Regions from separate parts of the Mus musculus genome. Here all the other regions are linked to region 2. A link is a contact called in public promoter capture Hi-C data. All regions are on one chromosome and are shown on one strand. The core of a region is the stretch at or near the end of the contact, and the rest is flanking DNA. Distances in the headings are between cores, read along the strand shown.

What was found. Promoter capture Hi-C pulls out the DNA fragments that hold promoters and counts their contacts. Capture Hi-C pulls out chosen DNA fragments and counts their contacts.
Region 1: a promoter capture Hi-C map of liver shows a contact between it and region 2, with 4 times the contacts expected there. The contact joins the promoter of Clk3 here to the promoter of Ptpn9 in region 2. A contact is called at or near these places in 2 of 39 promoter capture datasets (cranial neural crest and pre-B cells), 1 of 115 datasets of contacts at active chromatin or transcription factors (large pre-B cells) and 1 of 9 other capture datasets (liver).
Region 3: a promoter capture Hi-C map of hippocampal neurons shows a contact between it and region 2, with 4 times the contacts expected there. The contact joins the promoter of Peak1os here to the promoter of Ptpn9 in region 2. A contact is called at or near these places in 2 of 39 promoter capture datasets (hippocampal neurons and liver).
Region 4: a promoter capture Hi-C map of cranial neural crest shows a contact between it and region 2. The contact joins the promoter of Arid3b here to the promoter of Ptpn9 in region 2. A contact is called at or near these places in 3 of 39 promoter capture datasets (cranial neural crest, frontonasal cranial neural crest and liver).

Annotation. Positions count from the first base shown.
Region 1 is chr9:57,763,056-57,766,394 of GRCm38.p6, forward strand. It overlaps Clk3 (CDC-like kinase 3), which reads right to left and starts at 2,059. Exons shown (of 13, transcript NM_007713.5): 1 at 2,019-2,059.
Region 2 is chr9:56,993,163-56,996,770 of GRCm38.p6, forward strand. Ptpn9 (protein tyrosine phosphatase, non-receptor type 9) reads left to right here and starts at 1,806. Exons shown (of 13, transcript NM_019651.2): 1 at 1,806-2,494. The coding sequence starts at 2,432.
Region 3 is chr9:56,239,477-56,243,082 of GRCm38.p6, forward strand. Peak1os (a long non-coding RNA gene) reads left to right here and starts at 1,868. Exons shown (of 6, transcript XR_003948326.1): 1 at 1,868-3,565. Peak1 (pseudopodium-enriched atypical kinase 1) reads right to left here. Exons shown (of 7, transcript NM_172924.3): 5 at 1,684-1,868.
Region 4 is chr9:57,834,733-57,838,308 of GRCm38.p6, forward strand. Arid3b (AT rich interactive domain 3B (BRIGHT-like)) reads right to left here and starts at 2,047. Exons shown (of 9, transcript NM_001379353.1): 1 at 1,950-2,047. It also overlaps the pseudogene Gm7547.

The sequences.
Region 1 (3,339 bases), core at 809-3,308, 770 kb after region 2:
GTATGAGCAGGATTGGGAGGCAATTTATGTAAACCTCTGGGAGCCCTAAGAAAGGCACTGTTGTTTTCACACTTATCTGAATGTCCCCCACCCCATGACCTTATGACAGGTGCTCAGGCTGTAGCCTGAAAGCAGTAGCCCATGTCTCACCAACTGACCCAAAAGACAACCTACTGGCCAGGCATACATCTTCCCAAAAGGCAAAGTGGTCCTGCCCATCCTCACCAGGCAGACAGAGCACCCTAAGCATCCTATCTGGAGGATGTTGTAATGCGGTCTAATCTACAGCAGACCAAAATTTTCCTTCTGGGACCTAAGTGGATTTCTATGACCACATATGTCTACTTGAGTGGAAAGTCACAGCCTCAGAGTCGAATGCCAACCTGCTCCACAGCAATACCACTTCACTGTTGCCTTTAGGCAAGTTATTAAACCACTTTAAGCTTCAGCCTCCTCTTGAAACAAGGGAACAATAATCTCTTACAGGCTCCATAGGAATTAAATGTCTGCCCTATAAAGTCAAAAGCCTAGCACAGGTTTGGGCCACAAGAAGTACTAAAGACAGCCTTTCATTAGCACTGAGAAGGTTCCGGCTAACACTCAGGGCTATGTTGAATGCCTTAATTTATAATTCCTTCCAAGGGACCGGGTAGGAAGTTTTGGCAGGAAACCTTGAACTCGATCCCAGTGTTGCCACTTACTGGCCCTGTGGCCTTATACAAGTCACTCTAGACCTAAATTGTCATGCCTGAAAAATGAAGATAACACCTCTCATACTGGCAAAGATGGCCCAATATTTTGGCCATGAAGTACCACACATAGGCAGTAATGGAGATAATCTCCCTTGCAACGCATCCCAGGCAGGTGAAAAATGGGAGCTACCAGGTGGCCCATGTCCTCCTCCCAGCCAGGTCGTTTGAGCCTATTTCTCACAAATTCTCCGATTCCATGAGTCCTCGGCAAAGAAGCTTTTTAAAACGTAAAGGCCACAATTATGCTTTGGGAGGCTCTGCTCTGAACAATGAAGAAAAAGGCAATGTGACCAATGAGACCAAGTTACTGGATGCCAATTTTTCTATGAGCACAGGCCTCTCTGGCTTCTCATTTGCTGTTCCTGGCTAGAGAACCGGGCTAACAAGAAGAGCAGCCAGCCAGGTCAGCGGCTGCCCTCCCGGATTCCTGCCACCCAAGCGACCCATGGTTATTTTTGGCTGGCAGTGCCCCACCACTGCAACCTCAAACCTGCCACCTCGCAATCTGCGGCTGCCACCGGGCAAAAACGCTCCTCCTTTTCAAGGGCACGGAGGAGGGAAACTGGAAGGCCGCCAACTCCGCCTTGATGGGGGCTAGACTCTGGCAATTCCCACCCAAGCATCAGGGCACCCGCACCCGGAACTAAAGCATAGAGGCTCCCGACCGGACCGAGGAGCAGCCTGGACATTTGTACTCCTGGCTTGGTCTGGCCCATTCTCCGGGATGGAGCGGTTCCATCATAACAAAACACGGAGGGGGCCGGCGGCCCGCACTCGAGTCCCTTCCTTCTGCCCGAATCCCAGGGATCTCAGAGCCCCGTTCCCCGTAACCGCCAAGGGAAGACCCGGCGACCAAAGGGATGGCCAGCCTGGGCCAGAATCAAACTCCAGGCGGCGCGCGAAGGAGATCTGCGGGCTAAGCCTCGAGCTCGGGGCAGGGAAAGCCTTTCCAGGATAGCCTAGGTCGGACGCGACCCAGCCAGCGGGCCGGCGCGGGACCCAAAGGGAAGCCTCCCAGCCGGCTCCGAGGCCGCTGGAGCTCCGCCTCCAACACCGCGGGAACCAGAAAAGGGGTCTGCAGTGACCGCCCTCAGGGAGAGAAGCGGCGGGTCAGGGGTGAGAGGTCGGGACCGCGGCCTGACGTGGGCCGAAGAGGGAAATAGGTCCAAGCCGAGACCCGACCGGGTGGCACGGTACCCGTACCGGCGTGGCCGTCCCCACCGACTCACCCCAGCTGCCCGGCCACGGGCTCGGGCCCACACTCACCGTCTCCCAGGCTCCGGCTGCGGCTAGGCCCCACTCCCCACTCCGAGCGCCTCTTCCGCTTCCGGCTCTGGCCTCCGCCCGTGGCAGCACCGCCCCCTCGCGTGACGCAGCCGTCGGCGGCCCGGGCTCGACCCGGCCCAGAGGCCTGACCGCTCTAGCCCCGAACTCGCAGACTCTGGGGGACTGGCCTGCCCCGCCAGGGTCCGGGCGACATCGGTGGAGGTCTCTTCCCGGAGGTCCCGGGAGCAGCCTCGGGCCGCGGCCTGCCCCTCTCCGTGTGGTGCTGCACGTAGGCCCCCGAGGCCGCATCGGTGCGCGACCACGGTCTGAGGACGGCTCTGGGCCTAAAGGAGGAACCCACCGGACTGCCAGGCTGGGGCCGCTTCCCCGCCGCGGCCCAGCTGTGCTCGCCAGCCTCTTCCTGCGCGCGGAGAGGACCGGCATTGTTCTCCCGGGGCCCGGGAGGGCGCTAGAGACGAAGGCGGTCGGTGCGCCCGGGCAGAGGAAGGCGGGCGCGACTCCGCTTGCGCGCAAGAAGCAAACGACACATTCTGCTCTCGGCTTGTGCGGGTTTTTTGAAAGTCCTGGTGCCACGCCCCAGCTGGCTCGAGCGAGCAGTCTCCGGGAAGATCCCCGCGAGCCTCGGCGGTGGGGTCTGACGGAGAAATCGTCCCCTTCCCTTGAACACCTCAGAGCGTCTTGCTGTCAGTCTTGCTAGGAAACCCGCGCCACACAAAAGCCCCGAGCCGCGCCGCGCTCCCGCTCTGCCACTCGAGTCACTCAGCCCGTCCTTTCGCTGCGGCATCGGGCGTGAGGCACCCAGTCTAGACCCCTCCCACCTACTGTCCAACGCTTTGTCGTGGCAGGATCATGAGGTCTTATTTTTTTTTTTTTCAGAAGAGAATACAAGTCGCGGTCCTTTGGTTGGGCCTCGCTTTGACAGCGTCCCCGCCCCCGCGCGTCGCGCAGCCAAGCGGGCGGGTGCCGCGCCTAATTGCCCCACGCCACGCGAGGTCCGCGAGGCTGCGGCGGCCGGCCAGGGCGGGGCATAGCTTTAGGATCTTGCTGACTCAACGCGGACAGCCAGGGTTTCCCAGGTGTCCCCTCCCCGTACGGGATGCGCGCCCACCAGGTGCTGTGGCTCCCTAGGCCCCCCTGCAGTGATGAAACTGCCTTTAGAGAGCTTTGCCTCTGGTTCTGACGTAATGGCCCGGCATCTTCATCACCAACCAAGTAAAAGCGGTTGAGTTAAAAAGCTGGGTGATTATGTTTTGCAAACTCAAACTGACTCATAGTCACCTTCCAACCCCACAGACATTCA
Region 2 (3,608 bases), core at 556-3,055:
CAAGCACAACGTTCTAAAGTCCTTCCACAGTCCTCCCCAAAACATGGTCAGATTGTCACAGGAATACCCCACTCTGCTGGTACCAATTTGTCTTAGTCAGGGTTTCTATTCCTGCACAAACATCATGACCAAGAAGCAAGTTGGGGAGGAAAGGGTTTATTCGGCTTACATTTCCATACTGCTGTTGGTCACCAAAGGATGCAGGACTGGAACTCAAGCAGGTCAGAAAGCAGGAGCTGATGCAGAGGCCATGGAGGGATGTTCTTTACTGGCTTGCCTCCCCTGGCTTGCTCAGCCTGCTCTCTTATAAAACCCAAGACTACCAGCCCAGAGATGGTCCTACCCACAAGGGGCCTTTCCCCCTTGATCACTAATTGAGAAAATGCCTTACAGTTGGATCTCATGGAGGCATTTCCTCAACTGAAGGTCCTTTCTCTGTGATAACTCCAGCTGTGTCAAGTTGACACAAAACTAGCCAGTACAACATGTATGGGTGTTTTTTTTTTCCTGATGTATGTTTATACATCACATGCTCCTTAAAAGTTCTATACTACCACGTGGGTACTAGAATTGAACCCAGATCCACTCCAAGGTCAGCCAGTATTCTTAACCACTGACCCATCACGCGAGTCCCTGAGTGTCTTCATTATTTTACTTCCTGATACATCTTCCATTATCTTATACTGTCTTATTTTAACTCCAGTGCATAGTGCAGTGTCTGGTGTGCAGATAGACTTGTTATAGACTGTCTTCCAGTTTCAATACTGAAACCAACTCCTGAGTAGGTTCCTGAGTTCAGCGTAGAGTTCATTTTACTGGTGGCAAAAGACAAACTAACATAGTTGAGGGGCAAGGAGGCATGGACATGCCTTTAATTCCTTCACTCAAGAGGCAGATCTCTGTGAGTTCAAGGCCAGCTTGGTCTACACAGCCAATTTTGGGACAGCCAGGGGTACATAGAGATCCTTTCTCAAAACTCTGTCTTTCCTGGCCCCCTGACCCTCCACACACACAAAGGAAAAAACTTAGCAGAGGTAACCCTGAAGCTGCTATTGCACTGGTGCCAAAATGGAGTTAAGAATATATATAATTTATTTTTTAAAAAGTTCTCCAAGATGGGCATCAAAACCTATAGCATTTTCTTTTCCGAAGACCCATCCCCTGGTTCTTTCTGGACTTCAGTCCTGGGGGGACTAGTTGTGGCACTCCGATTTCTTGAAATCCTTCTAGAATACTTATCTTTGGTCTAACATGATAAAAAAAATCACAGTAGGCCCAGCCCTGCCTTCTCAATGCTCCTATCCTGAGAGACCCAGACTCTGCTGTTTACCCTAGAGTAAAATCATGCATTTGCAAAGGCTGTGGGCTTCCTGAATGAATTCTGAAACAGGATGTCTCTCTCTGTCTCTTCCTCACTCTCTCTTTGTACCCGATTACAATTAGCTACAATGATGCTGGACTACAGGATACATTCATTGAGCAAAGAAATGCGGCCCTTGCTTATCTGTCAGATCCGAGGCATCTTGGACCTCACAGGCAACCTTTCAGACCCTACCACGAATAGGTAGAAGCCGCCCGTGAATACCGGGAAGGGCACCGGTCCTCGCGCAGTTTTGGATTCTTTTAACTCCCAGTCGCGTCTCCCTCCCGCTCCCGTAGGGGAGTCGCCTCTCGTCCCCGCAGCCCCTCCCCCGCCGCGCCGCTCCGTTCCGCTCAGCCTCCCCTCCTCCCAGCTCCTCTCTGTCTCCCCCTCTCGGACAACGTCCCCGTCCGGCCCGGCCCTCCCCGGCTCCTGTTTGTGAATGAGATGCTCAGTTTCTCAATGGAGCCGTGGGGGGCTCGGGCGGACGCGGCGCAGGCCGCAGCGCTGGCCCTGAGCCGGGAGGGGGACGCCTTTTCCTCGCTCGCTCGCGCCCGCCCTCCCTGTCTCCGCGGCGGCTTTTGAGGAACTGGGCCGCGAGGCCACGGAGCAGTTCGCAGGGCCCGCATCCCCGTGGACGCCCGGGCTGGGCGGTCTCGAGGCGCCGGCGAGCTCTGCCCCGGGGGTTAAGCGGCTCGGAAGGCCGACGGCCTCCAACTCCCGCCAGGCGCCTTCGCGGTGGCTGTAAAAGTTGTGGACTCCTAAAAAAGAAAGAAAGCCAAGCAGACCTCGAACTGCTGTTAGTTCCTCGCCCGCACTTTCTCCTCCTCAGGACAGGAGGGGTGGCGTGAGGAAAGGAGTGAAGCAAACAGGAGGCATTTCCTCTCCGCGGGGAGCGACAGCGGGCTCTCCCCGGCCAGCAGGAGCGGCGTTGGCAGCCGCCGCGGGCGCCGGGCGCTCGCACCATGCGCGAGCCGACCGAGAGCTGCTGAGGCGCCGGGCCACAGAAGCGGAGCGCGAGTGCAGCGGGTTCTGGCGCTCGCCCACCAGACCTGCCCCGGCGGCGGCGGGATGGAGCCGGCGACCGCGCCCCGGCCGGACATGGCGCCGGAGCTGACCCCCGAGGAGGAGCAGGTAAGCGCCGCTGCAGCGGTGGGTGTGTCCGAGCCTCCGAGGCCTAGGCCGGCCTCTGTTCGCCGGGCTGCGCTCCTCGCCCCGGGCCCTCAGCGGCTCCTGCTCGCATTTCAGGCCTGCGGGCTGGCCTCCCCGGGCCGGAGACCGCGCCCCAGGCCATCGCCCAGCCCAGCCCCGGAGCCGTGGGACCCCTGGCTCTGAGATTCTTATGCTTCGAGACTTCCGGGGGGGGGGGGGTCCGTGCTGCTCCATTTCAATGAATATTAAAGTTCCTCGAACTGGGGCGGGCTCCCCACTGGATGACTGCAGGACACCTTGTCCCAGGCCCTTCTACTCTCTGGAAGCGTTTGCATTTTTTTTTTTTTTTCTCGAGGGTCCGTTGTTTTCAAGGGCAAGGAAAGCCATTTGGGGGGAGGATTCCTAGGTGGTTGTCTCCGTTCCCAAGATGGGGGGAGGTAGCGCTGGTAAAGAGGTGGCCCAGATTCTCAAAGGAGCCCTTCAGGCTTTCAGACTGCTGTGACGGGCCTACTTGGACAGATCCTGAAAGATCTGTTCCTTTTCTAGCTCCCCAAGTCCCTGGCCTTGACCTCCCTATTCTGCTTTCCCAGGCTAGGCTCTTACCCTCGTCCCCATTTCCCTGCCCCCACCTCATCTGACAGTCTCCATCTTTCTGAAGCCCACACTGGAGTTCCATTGTCCCTTTTTAAAGCTTGAGATCTTAAATTCCCAGAAAGTAGTAGCTTGCGTTATCATTTGAGGGGTTTCTGTAAGCGAGAAGCCTAGCGAGCGCTCTTATAACTTTACACCCCCCCCCCCATATTCCAGCTGTGGAAACACGGACTAGATGAGATTCAGAACCCCACGGATTGGGCTCTTGCTCTTCTCTCCTTGGCACTGCTCATATCCAAACAGAAGCTGTGCTCAAATATGGCCATAATCTGCTTGTACCTTACAAAATAAATGAAAGAGGAAAAGGTGAGACATGCTGGTAATGATCCGTTTCACACTCTCACGCCCTAGTTCACAGGCCCACATTTGCTAACACAATCTGGAGTGGGGAGATGTCTATTTTGACAAACTAACATTGGTTTAATGGTTTTTTTTTAAAGACCTT
Region 3 (3,606 bases), core at 618-3,117, 750 kb before region 2:
TTTCGCATAGCAAAGATATCTACTCATATAATTCCTGATATGCTATTTTAGGGCATGAAGTAAGTAAAAACTTCATCTTACAATGTACTTCTAAAAATATAAAGGGATGAGAAAAGTCCAATAAACCATTCAACTATAAAGTTTACTGGAACTGCAGTTAGAAATCTTTTCTTGTGGAACATAATTTCAAGTCCTTGAGGGTTGTTCTGACTGAGTCTCTCAGACATTAGAGTAGTTCTCCTATGGCTTCAATCTTTTGGACTTATAAGTTAAGAGACCTGTTATTTTCAATTTTTAAGCATACTAGCTGATTCTGATAGCACTTTTCCTTAAAATAACATGATGGAGGAAAAAGACAAAACAAGGAGATGAGAAACTAGGTCCTTCAGAAACATACTCCAGCAGTTTCTACACAGGATCAGTGGTTCCTAAACAGGGGTCAGTGGTTCATGAGAATCTGGCGGGCACATGATCCTCAAGCAGTCCTTGCTGCTCACGTCTTCCCCACAGGAGATAAGCACCAACCCCCCTTATGCTATTCCAGGTTTTCCTTTTCAGAAGGAAAGAAACTGTGATACTCGAGGGAGGGAGATCACCCAGAAGTCACTGGGAATTGCAGTGAAGAAAGTAGAGACCTGAGGAAGCTCTGCAGACACTTCTGAAACAATCCTGTTTAGTCTCTTTGCATGTTCTCACTATCACAGGTCTGTGACACAGGCTGTCAGCCCCTGCTCAAACACCTCCAACCATAAGACTCATACTACGAGTCTGCTGATACAGGTCAGAAATCCCACCCTTCACATTATTCAATCCTGTGTATATTTTGCCCTGAAATACTCCTTCAGTTTGTCCACTGTTCTTTCTCCCTACCTTGACTGAGGTCCCCCTCATCCTGTCATGTAGTCCTGCAGTACCTGCTACCAAACACCACAGCCTATGTGAACCCATTCTGATTCATGTCATTCTGTCTTCTCGAAGCCCTTTTATGGGTCACTATCACAAATAACAAAAGGTCTAAGATTTTAACCTGAAATACATCTTATCTAATGCTCCACATTGCAGCAACCTCAATGGCTGTGGCACCAAGCTATTCTGTATCTCCATCTTCTTGTTCACTTGTTGCCTCTGTCTGGAACATTCTTTCTTCTCTTTGACAGTGAGTTAAATCAGCTCAGGAATGATTTCCGGGAAGGCTTCTTTTGACATTCTTCTTTGTGTAACATGGAAATATTCCATGTGTGTTTCCGCAATTGTATTTATCACATTATACTGAATACACGCTCCCTTCTTCTCTTCAGGTTGAATCCTTCAAGGCAAGGTCTACATCAGCACAAGGCACAGGGCTCATGGGGCAGGCATTTAAAATAAGCCTAGGACCGGGCGTGGTGGTGTATACCTTTAATCCCAGCACTCAGGAGGCAGAGGCAGGCAGATTTCTGAGTTCAAGGCCAGCCTGGTCTACAAAGTGAGTTCCAGGACAGCCAGGGCTACACAGAGAAACCCTGTCTCAAAAAACCAAAAAAACAAAAAACAAACAAACAAACAAACAAACAAAAAAACCCAAAAAAAGCCTAGTAAAACCTGAATGTTATGTTTTGAAACAAATGTAGATTTATAACTCTAATGGTGTTACTGTACATAAAGACGCGGCTTAGGTACTATCTATATAACCTTTGTACTTACCTAGGTTGCTGTAGGTTGCACTGCAGGGACTCACGTCAGTAGGATCCAAAGTGTCATCTTTTTCTTCTTCCCTTTCCAGGTCAGGTGGAGGCAGTGTTGGTGTGACTGAAGTGCCATCTTGCTTCCCAGCAGGAGTTCTTGGATCCCGAGGAGAAAGTTCTCCTGCCACTTCATGGGTCACACGACTGAAACAAATAAGACAGTCCATCAAATTTGTATTCAAAAGTTCTATTAACATTTAGATTTATAGAGCAGGGTGTGGTGGCACAGGTCTTTAATCCCAGCACTTGGGAGGCAGATGCAGGTGTATAGCTTGGTGAGTTCCAGGCCAGCTTGGTTTATATAGTAAGTTCCAGGATAGTCAGAGCTAACTAGAAAGGATCTGAGACCTTCATACCTGGTCATTAAACCTACATGTTTGCTTGTTTTTCTTTTTTAAAGGAAGAATAGGTAACAATAAAATCGAATGAATGCTTAACTGATTAAAGGGAAAGACTCAAGACTTTTGTAAATCAGTTGCTGTATTTACGGTATTTACTATATTCCCTAATAGTACTCTACTACTATAGTAAGTACCACACGTTGCTTTACTTAGCACATAGTATGTGCTACATGTTAAAATATTTACTGAGGTATTTAGAAAGAACTAGGAGTAAAATTGTGATTATATTATGTGATGAAAGGATAAGTTAATGCCAGGTAGACAGAAGGGTCAGTTCTCATCTACATGGTACAGGAGGAAGGGAAATGGAAAAGAAAGCTTAACTCTTTAGCTGACTCTCCTCGAGGAAAACGAGTCTGGAGCATCCTGCTGGTCACGAGGCAGTTAAAGGTCAAGCTTTCTTTTTTCTGCCACTGCCAGCTCACTTACTTTTAGCTTTCTCTTCCCAGTCTCCCCACTCCCGATGAAAACTGTCAACTCTATGGTTATGAAGTACAAGATGATCAAATGGTCACTAACTGCTGGAGAATAAGATGGCCAAGTTGGCCAATCGCAAGTTGCTGGCCAATGAAATATATTCAAGAAGTGTTCTGAGACCATCAAATCCCACCATATTCTTTCTGATTTCCTTCTGGACAAAGAGAAACGAGGATAAGAAACTTTTTGGGGGGTGGGGCGGGGTTGGGGTCCATTCATGGATGTCTGTCTTCAGGACAGAGGATGACACCAACAGTTCTCAATGACTGCTCCTGCTCTTTTGAAGCAGGTTCTCTCCCTGAACCTATGCCTCACGGATGGCCTAGACCGGATGTCCTTCTAGGAACCCACTACATCTGACTGTGGAGGTAGAACGCTGAAGCTTTCACACTCTTTCCTCTCAAAGAAGAAAGGCCATTTTAGTTACACAAAACGTGCTGCCTTGAAACTAGAAGTAGTTTACATTAACTTTCACCCAGCAAAGAGAACTTACTTTTTCCTTCAGTATGTGTATAACTGCTCAGTAGTGTGCCCCTCTGCCTCCCGCAGTGGCTTGGAAGTGTCACTTCACTTTGGCTGTATGGAGGTGAGGGGCCAAGCTCCTTGTTATCATGCCCTTACGATGTCCCCTCTAAGGAGAAACCATCTTTGTGTGGCAGGCCTGGTTTTTAAATTTAATTTAATTTTTTTTCCTTTGATGACTACAGTAGCCCACTGAGAAGAGGCAGCATGTTTACACAGACTGCCCTGCTGACTGCTGGAGGAGAAATTCCCTCCCACTTCTCCAGTTCCCAAGAGCCAGAGCCCATAATGGAACTTCTAGTTCACTCGGCACTGCTGGTTTAAAGAAAGACTTCAGGCTCTGTTGGCTTGGAAACAGTATTTCTGAAGTTGTGCAGCCAGCAGATTTCAAGACTTATATTTCTGTCCAGATACACGCATAACTTCTAAAATTAAAGGCTGGTAAGAAGGTACTCCTTCAGATTACCTCCTTAAACCTGCAC
Region 4 (3,576 bases), core at 797-3,296, 840 kb after region 2:
GGGTAGACAGAGTAGCAGGCAGACAGGATGACTCTTCTGATGGAAAAAGCAAGACCAAGCAAAGTGCTCTCGGCTTAAACTTCACAAATTTCCCAGATCAAATTGCAGGGCAGCTTGTGGAGTGGACTGAACCAGGCTAAGTGGACATTATAGCCTCCCAAAGAATCCGGTTTCAACAACATGAAAGAAAGAAACATGCGAGGAGGGTGCGGGCGGGTCTCGAATTGCAAGCTTCGCTCAAAAACAAACGGGGGGGGGGGGGGGAATTCCTCTGGAGATTTTAAAGTTAATTAATTTGAAACAGGTACCAATATTGTCTAAACAAGTTAATGTTTCTTTTTTTTTTTTTTATAAACCACAAATAAATCTCCTCACATCCTCTTTCTTTCTGACTCACTTCTACTATATTTATTCTATGAGTCCAGTGAAGAAAAGGCTTCCAGTCCCAAAGTACCCTGGGGGCAGGGTTATCTGCATTCTTGCCAATCTGTCTCCAAACACAAATCCCTTTCACACCCTTCCACCTCTAACCTTCCCAGGTTCCCCCTTCAACACACCTCACTTAAGTTATAGTTTCCCACAAGTCTTCCTCAGAGCAAATTTTAGGGTGAAGAGGACTGGCAACAGGGTGTGCATTTCTGTTTGCCACATGAAAGGGGAAGCGGCACTGTGCAGGTTGGGACTTGATATTTGCATTGTCCCAGTGTTTTAGGATTGAGTTGGAAGATAAGAAAATGTAACCTTTTACCATCTTCAAAAATTCATGGGAGAACTAATCTCTAACAAGAAAAAAAAATGGCTTTGATTTATATAAATTTTTACACGTTTAAAGAGTATAATTTTTAAAGCTGGGGAGGCGGGGAGTTCAAAAACCAACCAGAGCCATGCTAGACAAATCTCATTTTGTTTCTTAGAAGCACTTGGTTGTAGCTTTCATAGGCGGATAAAAGATTCCAATTCCAATTGGCCCCTTACTGCCTGTCCCTCCTCCTGGCAGTTTGGAAAGTATAAGTTATGCCTGCAGCAATACTTTCTTTCTGCTTTAGTTCTTATTCTGTAGGGAAGCCTGAAAGTTGGCAAAATTGTTCCTTTAAAATAAAAACCCCGTTGGGGACAAAACAAAACGCACACAAAAGAAGAGCAAGCAATTCACTGGTCATTTAGAAATATTCGTATAATCTTTAAAGTCAAACAACACAACTGGAATATTTCAACCAACTCCTGCCAGTCATAGTACAACTGCTTCTTTTCTGGTTGGCACCATCTTCTCGGTAGGCTTTCCTCAGCAAGGGAGAGGGGTGTCCGATAGCGTCTTTATTAAGACAGAGATGACTCCGTTTTACAACTCAATTGGCACATCCTCCCGAAGAGTCCATCTCATCCCAATCCCTAAGCAGCCAAGGATTCAAACAATACTACTAACATCTAGAGAATTTACGTCTCCGAAATCTAACTTCATCTCTCCATCCCTCGCTCGGGTTTTTTAAACTTCCCGGACCTCCAAACCGAGAGCAACGGACTGCTTGCCGCTTGAGCCCGGCCTTGGTGACCATTTCCCTTACCTTCGTTTCCAGCTCTGTCCCCGACCCTCTTCGACCCCTCTTTCCATTCTTTACCTCCCACCCAATGGAGCCCTATCACTTTTACTTCCACCAAGCCCCCTTTGCCAATCTCCCGGCTCTTCTCTAATTACTCCATCTAAGCTCGCTCTGCGGTTGCCAAAAGGGGGGGGGGGTCCCTTACCTTTCCCATCTCTTTATCTCAAACCACTCCTTTGGACACCGGGAGGACGGGGCTCCTCCCGATGCTCTCACTTTTTCTCAGCGGACCCCGGCTTCACTAGCCCGCGTCTCCCCTACACACCTGCCTCGGCTCCCATTTCGGTCCCCTCCACCTGCCACAGCCCCTCTCCCGCCGCGGCAGAAAGAACCACGACCCGCGCCGCTCACCTATGTGCAGCGTTCCGGGCTCGCGGGTAGGGAGGAGGCAGCCGCTCAGACCCCAGCGTAGCAGCTGAGCCTGCTACTCCTCCGCAGCTGGGGGCCACAGCCGGGGCGGGGCCCGCACCGGAAGCTGTGCTGCGGGGCCCGGCCGTCAGCCCGGGGCGGGGGAGGGGCAGGTAGGGGCGGGGCCCCACGGTGGGGGGCGGGGCCCGAGGCCGGAAGCAGCTAAAAAGGGAACGAGGTGGGGGTGGGTGGGTAGTGCGAGACGGAAGTGACTCCTAGAGACCGCCCTCTGGTTGAAGCCGTGGGCGGAAGCCATTTAAGGCGGGCGGAGGCTTCGGCCAATGGGAGAGCACGGACTCAGAGGAGTTCCGGTGTGAGTGCTTTCGCGGGGAGTTGAAAAGAGTAGGACTGACTACAGCACACGGGTTTCTGGCTGCCGTGGTTGTGAATTGTTTGTAATAAGTGAAAGAAAGGAATAAAGAGTGCTAACTTTCAGCTAGTCTTAATGAAGCATTCCAGCCTTTTATTAGTTTTTTTCTAAATTTCACTTTTTGGATTGAAATTTTCCTGTTCTGGAACACCACCTCTATCCATCCCCAACCTCACCTCGTCACAGGGGTTAATGTTTTCTTTCTTCAGGTTCCAAAGGTAGAAGCTGAATCCTGGCACCGCTTATACAATAAAACAACAAAACCTTGTCTTCTGGGACTCCTAACTCTGGGGAACTTCTGTGAATTTATGCATGCACCTCCTTGTTTTACCTTTCTCCCAACTGACCATCATCCTTGATCCAGAGTCTATGGCTCGCTTAGTTTTGGGTCTTAAAACAATCCCAGCCAAAACCTAGAACTTATTGCCACTGGCTTTTCTTGTCCCTTCCCTTCTTCCTTCCCTTCCCCTCTTTTCTTTCTTGTTAGAAGGTAGCTCACCTATTTAGCAAAAGTAGTTGACCATCAAGCTCCAGGAATCCTGTCTTTACTTCTGAAATGCTAGGATTGCAGGTGTGCACCACACCTGGCTTTTTACTGAGGCGTTGGATATCCAAATTTAGACCCTTATTCTTTGGCGCCACGCTCTTAACTCACTAATCCATCTCAGTTCCTGATGAAAACTTTTATGGTTTGTTGTTGTTGTTGTTTGTTTTGTTTTGTTGCAGTCCTGGTCCCTTATTTCTTTTTTGTCCACTAGGCCATGAATTCATATGGAATGGGCTCCAGCAGTTTCCGTTAGTCCTCACAAAGTGTGCTTCTCTGGTTGACGCAGGCTGGCGCTTCAGCTGCACCCGGGTGCCCTTCTCCTTGGCTTCCTTCTTCTGATCGTTCTCCTTCACCCGCTTCAGGAAGCTGTCCCTGCTCTTCGAGTGCTTGATGTGCTCAATCCGCACATTGATCCTCTTGGCCAGAATTTTGCCCTTAACTTGCTTATTTACAATGATGCCCACAGCATGCTGGGTGACATTGTAGACTCTTCCGGGTTTGCCATGGTAGCACTTATGGGGCATTCTTTTTTGAACAGTGCCCATTCCCTTAATGTCTACAATATCACCCTTCTTGTAGATTCGCATGTACGTGGCCAAAGGAACAACGCCATGTTTCCTAAAAGGCCTAGAGAACATTTATACTGGGTGCCT